Linked DNA regions of Mus musculus: region 1 is linked to region 2. The links are chromatin contacts, called in public HiChIP or PLAC-seq maps. All regions are on one chromosome and are shown on one strand. Each heading gives the region's core, a stretch centred on a gene start, on an enhancer-like site or on the middle of the called end of the contact. The rest is flanking DNA. Distances are from core to core; before and after follow the strand shown. Region 1 overlaps Pde3a (phosphodiesterase 3A, cGMP inhibited). Region 2 overlaps Gm30215 (a long non-coding RNA gene).

Region 1 (3,584 bases), core at 448-2,947, 590 kb before region 2:
CCTTAGCCTAGAACTAGTAATGCATATGAGGCAGGTGCTCTACATTTGGGCTAAATCCCCAGCCCACATTCAATAACTTTAAAAGACATTTCAATATGAAATATGCAGAATGGCTGATTACCAATGTCTTGGTATAGAACTACTTGCATGGAAATATATTTCTTAAATTATGCATCAAGTACCAGTTTGCAAGCACATCAAAATTTAATGAGAAATTAGAATGGGATGGAGAGTCTCAGAGATTGGAAGAACCATCGAGGCAGCATTAACCTAGGAAACATGGGGGAACAAGGTGGCAGAGCCACCATAAAAATGAAAAGTAGTTGGGGTGAAACTCCAGACACTGGAGAGGCTTCAGTCACCATGGCAAAGAGCTCTGGTGTGTGCCAAAGATCCTGCAAACATTATTCAAAATGATTTCTGCCACTAGGTACCTTCCCCCACTCAGCACCTGGTAAGTCACGTTTACCCATCAGATCCAGCTCAAATCCTATCTACTTTGGGAAGAACCCACCTACCCCTCTGCACTCTCCTTAAGCCTCAGAAAGTCTTTTGATTTTTCAAGCTAGAAGATGAAACTCAGGGACTTAACATGCACTAGAAAAACTGTACCAGAGAACTATATTCACAGCCTTCACTCTTTTGATTCAAAACCATACCGCAGAGTCTAACTACTCCACGGTACTTATATATTCCTTGCAAATTTTCTCTTGTTATATTCTATTTTCTTTTAATTATTGTTACTTACTTATATTTTTTATATTTTCATAATGGATCTTAGTAGCAAAGAATACACCATTATTGCTGAATTTTTCAAGAAATTGTTTTTAAGCTTTGAAACAAGGTCTCTTGTATCCCAAGCTGGCCTTGAACTCCTGATCCTCCTACCTCTGGGATTGCCATACCCAGGCTTGAGTCAGATTCATTTCTAACAAGTAATTCAATTGTTGTTTATTCACATATTTTTATTCATAGGACATCATAAATAACTGGTCATGTCTCATTCCTTTGGACTATAAATAATTAAGTGTGAGGTGACCTGAATCACTCTTCTGTCATGAGGTTGCACGTTGATGACAGGTACCAAGGGAATTTTTACTGCATCTGACAGAAAACCCCCAGTTCTATATCCCAGAAGCAGAAAGGGAAGAAGTTAATCTCCCAGAGATTGGAGTAGATATGTGGCATCTTATGGTCATAAAGATGTCACAAGAAAGATAAGGATCCTCACATCAACTGGCCATTGAAAGTCTCTCTCGACAGGCAAACCTGGCCTTCCTCGAGACCCTTTATCTCAGCTGACTTTTGCAAATACCATTTGAAAAAGGTTGTAGACATGATATGGCTTGTTGAAAGAAAATTTTACTTATAAAGAAAGAGAAGGGCTGGGGAGGAGGCCGTTTGGTCACAGGTCATAAAATGCTTGCCTCACAAGCATCAGAAGGTGAATTCAGATCTCCGCTAGCAGCACTGAAGTCAGTGTCCAGGAGGCAGAGACAGACAGGTCTCTGAATTAGCCAGCTGGTCTAGCCAAATTGGGGGGTTCCATGTTAAATGAGACAGCCTATCTCCAACAATAAGGTGAACAGCAAGGGAAGAAGACCCTGCTGTTTATCACAGACATGTACACATATGAGCACAGGTACGTGTACCATGAGAGGGGAGAAGGAAGGGAAAGAGGAGGGAGCAAAGAAGGATGAGAAGCGGGATGAAGGGGAAGAGGGAAGAACAGAGAGGACACTCTGTAAACATGGGCCAAGCCTAGACCTTTCCCTTAAGTGATCCAACAAAATTATAAAAGGCTTAAAGAGGAGATGCTGCTAGCCAGCCTGATACCAGTTTGCCTGAGTTAGGCTTTGTCTGTAAATCTGTACTCTATGAAGTCTTTCTGGATCTAGCCCCACACAAGCTGTGGGATCATAGAATTACCCACCAATCCCTTTACCCTCCTAAGTTACATTGTAATTGAAGTCTTTTGGAGACCAATATCTAAAACTGAAATCCTAACAGTTCCATGTCCCACAACGAGCACATCCAAGAAGCTTTTCATACTGCTACAATGTGCACCGGGCCATCCTCATTCCAAACGCTTAATTAGATTCCTTAGAAAATTATATCCTACAGTGATTCTTGTGAATTTTCTAATTTTAATATGGTGCATGGATAAAAATCAATCAAAGAACGCTAGTAAGAAAATTAAATATTGATTTAAACCAGTAAAACAGGCAAAGAAATTATCATTCACACAGAGTTCATTTAGCAAAATAAAAATATTCAGCCATCACCAGAGTAAAAAATCTCTTGGGTAGGGCTAACTCTCCCGGTCTACATTTTCCAGACTGATCTGTGCAATATCCCGCTGGTCTGATGTGGAAAATGTGCCTGTGGGTGGGTCTGGAGAGGGCAGCTCATTTTCTTTTTTAAAGTCCTAATTAGAAACAGAGAGTTAAACAATACAGTAAACTTCCTGACCTCTACAGACATTTTGAATTTGTGCATCACAGAACTGTAAGGTACAGGCCACAGTGATGATCTCAAAAGGAAAACCTTTACAGCCACCCTTTCGCCCACAGCATGAGAAAAAAAAAAACTATTAATCAAAATATTTTGTCCCCAGAGATTAGCACTTACCAGTGTTCAGTGATCCAAGTCTGTTCAAGCAGACTTAGCCATATGTCAAATGGACCTTTTATTTGATTCTCTCCAAATGTCGCTGTAGAGACTTAAAAACTATTACTCTAACGTGCCACATGGCAGTTTATGTCTGAACACACACCATCTTTATTCCAACTAGACTCCTAGTTGTTTTTTGAGATGAATGACTATTCAAATATCTTTTCCCCTTATCACTAGATTGCTCAGTGTAATGTTAATATCTGAAAATAATTCTATGTAATTATATGACCTAGGAATGCAGAGAAACATATCTGGCTTACAATGGAGATTAACACCTATGACAACTCTGCATTAGAACTATATATAGAAACTTCTGGAAGGATGTGACTACCAGATTGTAGCTCCATAATAAAGGCAGAGGAGGTAGCTGTGCCCACTATAAACCTAACATTTAGGAGGCTGGACACCTACCATAGTCAGCAGCCTCCTTAAAAATGACTTAAAAAAATGAATTAGGAGTCAACTCTGGAGAAAAGGGTACCTAATTATTTCGAGCAACAGTGTCTAAATAGTCCAGAACAAGAAGATGTCTCCACTAGGTAGGATGACAGCTACCAAAAATCCAAGAGCATTTTTAGTATTACCCTCACATGAGGCCTCACAGGAGTCTGCATTGGAAGACAATTAATTAGGTTTCACTGATAATCTTACTGAAAAAAAAAAACTGATATTTTTCTTCTATTAAAAGAAAAAGCAGAGGGGCAAGGTAGGTTGCTCCATCTGTAAAGCGTTTGCTGTGTGCAAACAGGAGGGCCAGATTCAGGTCCCCGGCATCCATTTGAAAAGCCTGTGTCGTGGTGCATGTCTGTAATCACACTCTCTAGGAGGCAGGGGCAGCAGGATCCTGAGAGCCAATCCGGCTGAAGCCATGAGCTCTAGGTTTAGTGAGAGACTCAGTCTCAAATAAA
Region 2 (3,599 bases), core at 877-3,376:
TCCAGCATTTCTCCATAGGGAGGCCTCTGTTTTTAAGTTGCCAAGCATTACTCCCTCCTGACCATCCTTTCCCAAACACTAGATATTTGCCGAATGATTCACCGTCAAAATGAAGTGTGAATATCCACGTGGAATTACTTGTAGTCCCTTAAATGGCGTGTCTTGGGGCCTCTGTCTACAGTTTTGATTAATCAAAATAAATTATCCAAAAACAACTTGCCATTTGTGTGTTTATATGATTGTAATCAGTGTGTGTATTTCTCCCTCGGTAGTGTCTTCTTTGGAAAGACCAAAAAGACTCTGAGTCCATAACAACCAGGGCCACAGTGCCTTCTCAGAGAGTTATAATAAGCAACCATCGGGTCAATCCCGACGAGCCAGGAAATGGTAGCCTTTTCTCTCCCTTGCCTGAATTGACAGATCAGACACATCAAACTGGCGAGATCCAAACTTACCCCTTCCTCAAATCAGCTAGGACATAGATGCCTAAGATTGTATTGTATCAGTGACCATGGTGCTTAGTATAAAGTTGGCAATGCCCTTACAGTCAAAGCCTTGCCTTATTTCTGCCTCTGCTGCTCTCCACTGTTGATAGAGGACCTTTCGCTGTGTCTTACAGTTCTACTACCTTGAGTATTAAAATAGGTGTGACATCATCTCCATTCCAAGGATTCATAAAATGACACAGATAGCCGTGACCGGAGTCCGTCATAATCAACACACATCTACAACTCAAGGCGAACATTTTCCTTTATGTGCAGGTATGTGTGTGACTGTGTGAGTTCATGTGTACCATGTCTTTAGGCATCCATGGAGGCTAGAAGAGAGTTAGCCATCCCCTAGAACTGTAGTCCTCTAGAACAAGAAGCACTCTCAAGTACTGAGCCCCGTCTTCAGCCCATAGCATTTTATGAAGTCTGTGATTCAGACACCTCACAGTGTGTGATACGGTTCCACACCCCGCGGCAAGTGTTGTGATTCTCCCAACAGCTCTGTGGACTGGGTTAGTTTGTATTCCTGTTTCACAAAGGAGGAAGGTGATCTTTGAAGAGAGCAACCCAATAAGCTCACAACCCAGCAGAGCCACATCTGCCTCTCACTCTGGCCCCCCTTCTCAGTCATTAAAAAAAAAAAAAAAGAACATTTTCCTTATAATTTTTTGTTATTTTAATTGCTTATAAACTAGGATGGCTGTTTTGCCCTTCAGGCAGAATCTCATGAATCGGAGGCTAACCATGAGCCAATGTACGTAAGTATGTACGTGGGTGTCACTGTGTGGCCAGAGTTGACTGTGAACTCCTGATCCTCCTGGTCCTACCTCCCAAGTGCTGGGATCACCGATGGGCACCATCACACTCAAGTCCTGTTTCACAGGTGGGCATCATCACAGCCAAGTGCTGGCATCAGAGACAGGCACCATCACACCCACTTTCCAGGTGATATTTTTACTACTTCACAGCCTAGTCAGTCGATAGATTTTATCCACGTGTGGGTTCGCATACATGAGGTACGAAGATTCATCTAAGAGTACTTCACAAAGGTTACTCAGTGGTTTCCACTAAGTGATTATCTACTCCCAAGTACGTACAGTAAGCTGCTATGTCCAAGAATGTATGAGAATGGTCAAGGCAGTATTGTTGGTACTAACAGAGAGGTAGGTGTAGACTTTTTATGCAATATTCCAATGCATACAACAATAAGGACGAAGAAAGAACAGCTTCATGCAACAGGAATAAATCTCACAAATCTAACGGTCAGTCAGTGATACTGGGACACTGGGTCACCAGATCTGTGCAACGACAACCATCAGGATAATGCTCAGGAATCAGGGGGGGCTCTTCGATGTGGGCAGAAACAAGCAAAATTGTTTTTTGTTTTAAGGTTAAGCTAGGGTTTACGCTGCAGGCTGCAGTGACGACAGAAGGGCTGAGCTTCTACGTCGGGTCTGCCCCGTGTTCCAATACAGGCAGCTGCAGTTTGTGGAGCCTGGCTGAGCTAGAGACTGCAGTCTGCTCGTGTCCGCACTTTGTTTTCCTCTGATTTTCTTCACCTACTACAGCTGGAACCTGCTGGCTTGCACAACTAAGCCGTTAGCGCTTCAGGAGCCAAGCCCGCCACCGCCTCAGCCGGAGGCTCGGCACCCCCAGTGAGCGCTGCCTGTGATATCTGGGTTCGCTTGTTTACTATCCTCCTAAGCCTGTCCTGCTCTTCCCGTGCTGGTGAGAACAGATTCTAGTGGATTTCAGAAACTCATTATTCATCTCTAAATTGCAATGGGAACCATAACACAATCGCAGGAAAGCAGTTCACCATCCAAGCCTAAAACAAGGATGGACCGCACACAAATCCTTCTTTCAAACATTCACTGTGGAGTCCCTTTGATCCCAACGTCTCCCGTTTAAACTCACACTGAACTTCACTGTATAATTTTAGAGCTTTGCTAAGGATGAATTCTTACTACAAACTGGAGGATTTTATATTAACCCTCTTGCTCCTGACAGTTCGTTTTCGAGGTCAAAAACAATATTAATTCAATTTCATGTTTTATTAAATGATACAATGACATTCCAAATCCTCTCTAGTCTCAACTGTAACTCTTTCCCAGCTTTGATTAGTCTATCCCATCAGAACCATAGCAACTAGGACCGCCCCCAGAACCATAGCAACTAGGACCGCCCCCACACCTGGAGAGATATAAGTCAGCTGATAACTTTTCCAAAGGAAATAATTCCTGGTGCAAAATTAGCAATGAACACTTCCTATTGAGAGAATTTTTTGGGGGGGGGGGGGGGGTCTTGTTCGATGGTGGGGAAGGAGTGTGCCTGTGTGTGTCTGTGTGTGTCTGTGTGTGCCTGTGTGTGTGTGTGTGTGTGTGTGTGTACACGTATGTGCACATGTATGAGAACACATGTGGAAGCCAGGAGGCAATGTTGTCTTCTTCAATCAAGATCCACCTTATTTTTTAAGACAGAACCTTTCACTGAACCTAGAGGTCACCAATGTGGCTAGATTGGCTGGCCAAAAGCCCCAGGGAGCTTCCTGCCTCTGCCTCTCTCTCCAATGTGGGGGGTTATAGGCTCATATCACCACCGTGGGTTTTAAACATGGATGCTGGGAATCCAGTCTTAGCTCTTCATAATTTCACAGCTAACACTTCATCTACTGAGTCATCTCCCCAGCCCACTGTTTTTAAACTTTATAGTCAACTACATTATAGAGCATTATCACGTAATTATAATTTCTAACAAAGAATCTGGACTTGAAGTTAGAGAGCATACTTGTACGGCAAACATAAAGACCTAAGTTCAAATCCCCAGCACCCACGTAAAAAACATTGGCAATAGACACACACACACCTGTAATCCCAGCAATGGGTATAGTAGGCAGGCAGATCTCAGAAATTCACTAGCCAGCTAGCCTAGCCAGAATGGTGAACTTATGGTCACATGAGAGACTCCTCTCCATACAATAAGCAGAGAGAGAGCTATAGTCGAAAACACACTGGGTGTCTTCCTCTGGCCTTCACACAACAGCATATAGGGAGCCCACAAGGAAGTGCATATTTGCACACTTACAAGCATGCACAACACACACCATTT

The links. HiChIP or PLAC-seq counts read pairs in DNA pulled down with a chosen protein or histone mark.
Region 1: an H3K4me3 HiChIP or PLAC-seq map of neural tube shows a contact between it and region 2, with 9 times the contacts expected there. The contact joins two enhancer-like sites. A contact is called at or near these places in 10 of 39 promoter capture datasets (the HPC-7 cell line, cranial neural crest, epiblast stem cells and 5 more), 3 of 484 Hi-C or Micro-C datasets (embryonic fibroblasts and embryonic stem cells), 2 of 115 datasets of contacts at active chromatin or transcription factors (embryonic stem cells and neural tube) and 1 of 9 other capture datasets (embryonic stem cells).

What each region holds. Positions count from the first base shown.
Region 1 is chr6:141,317,749-141,321,332 of GRCm38.p6, reverse strand. The region is part of intron 1 of Pde3a (phosphodiesterase 3A, cGMP inhibited); the gene reads right to left. Among named protein-coding and RNA genes, the nearest start is that of Gm10400, 21 kb to the left of the region's middle. Within about 2 kb of position 1,697, at least 3 of the 459 cell types and tissues checked have an H3K27ac peak or open chromatin away from gene starts, as enhancers often do.
Region 2 is chr6:140,732,243-140,735,841 of GRCm38.p6, reverse strand. All of the region lies in intron 4 of Gm30215 (a long non-coding RNA gene), which reads right to left. Among named protein-coding and RNA genes, the nearest start is that of Gm30215, 54 kb to the right of the region's middle. Within about 2 kb of position 2,126, at least 44 of the 459 cell types and tissues checked have an H3K27ac peak or open chromatin away from gene starts, as enhancers often do.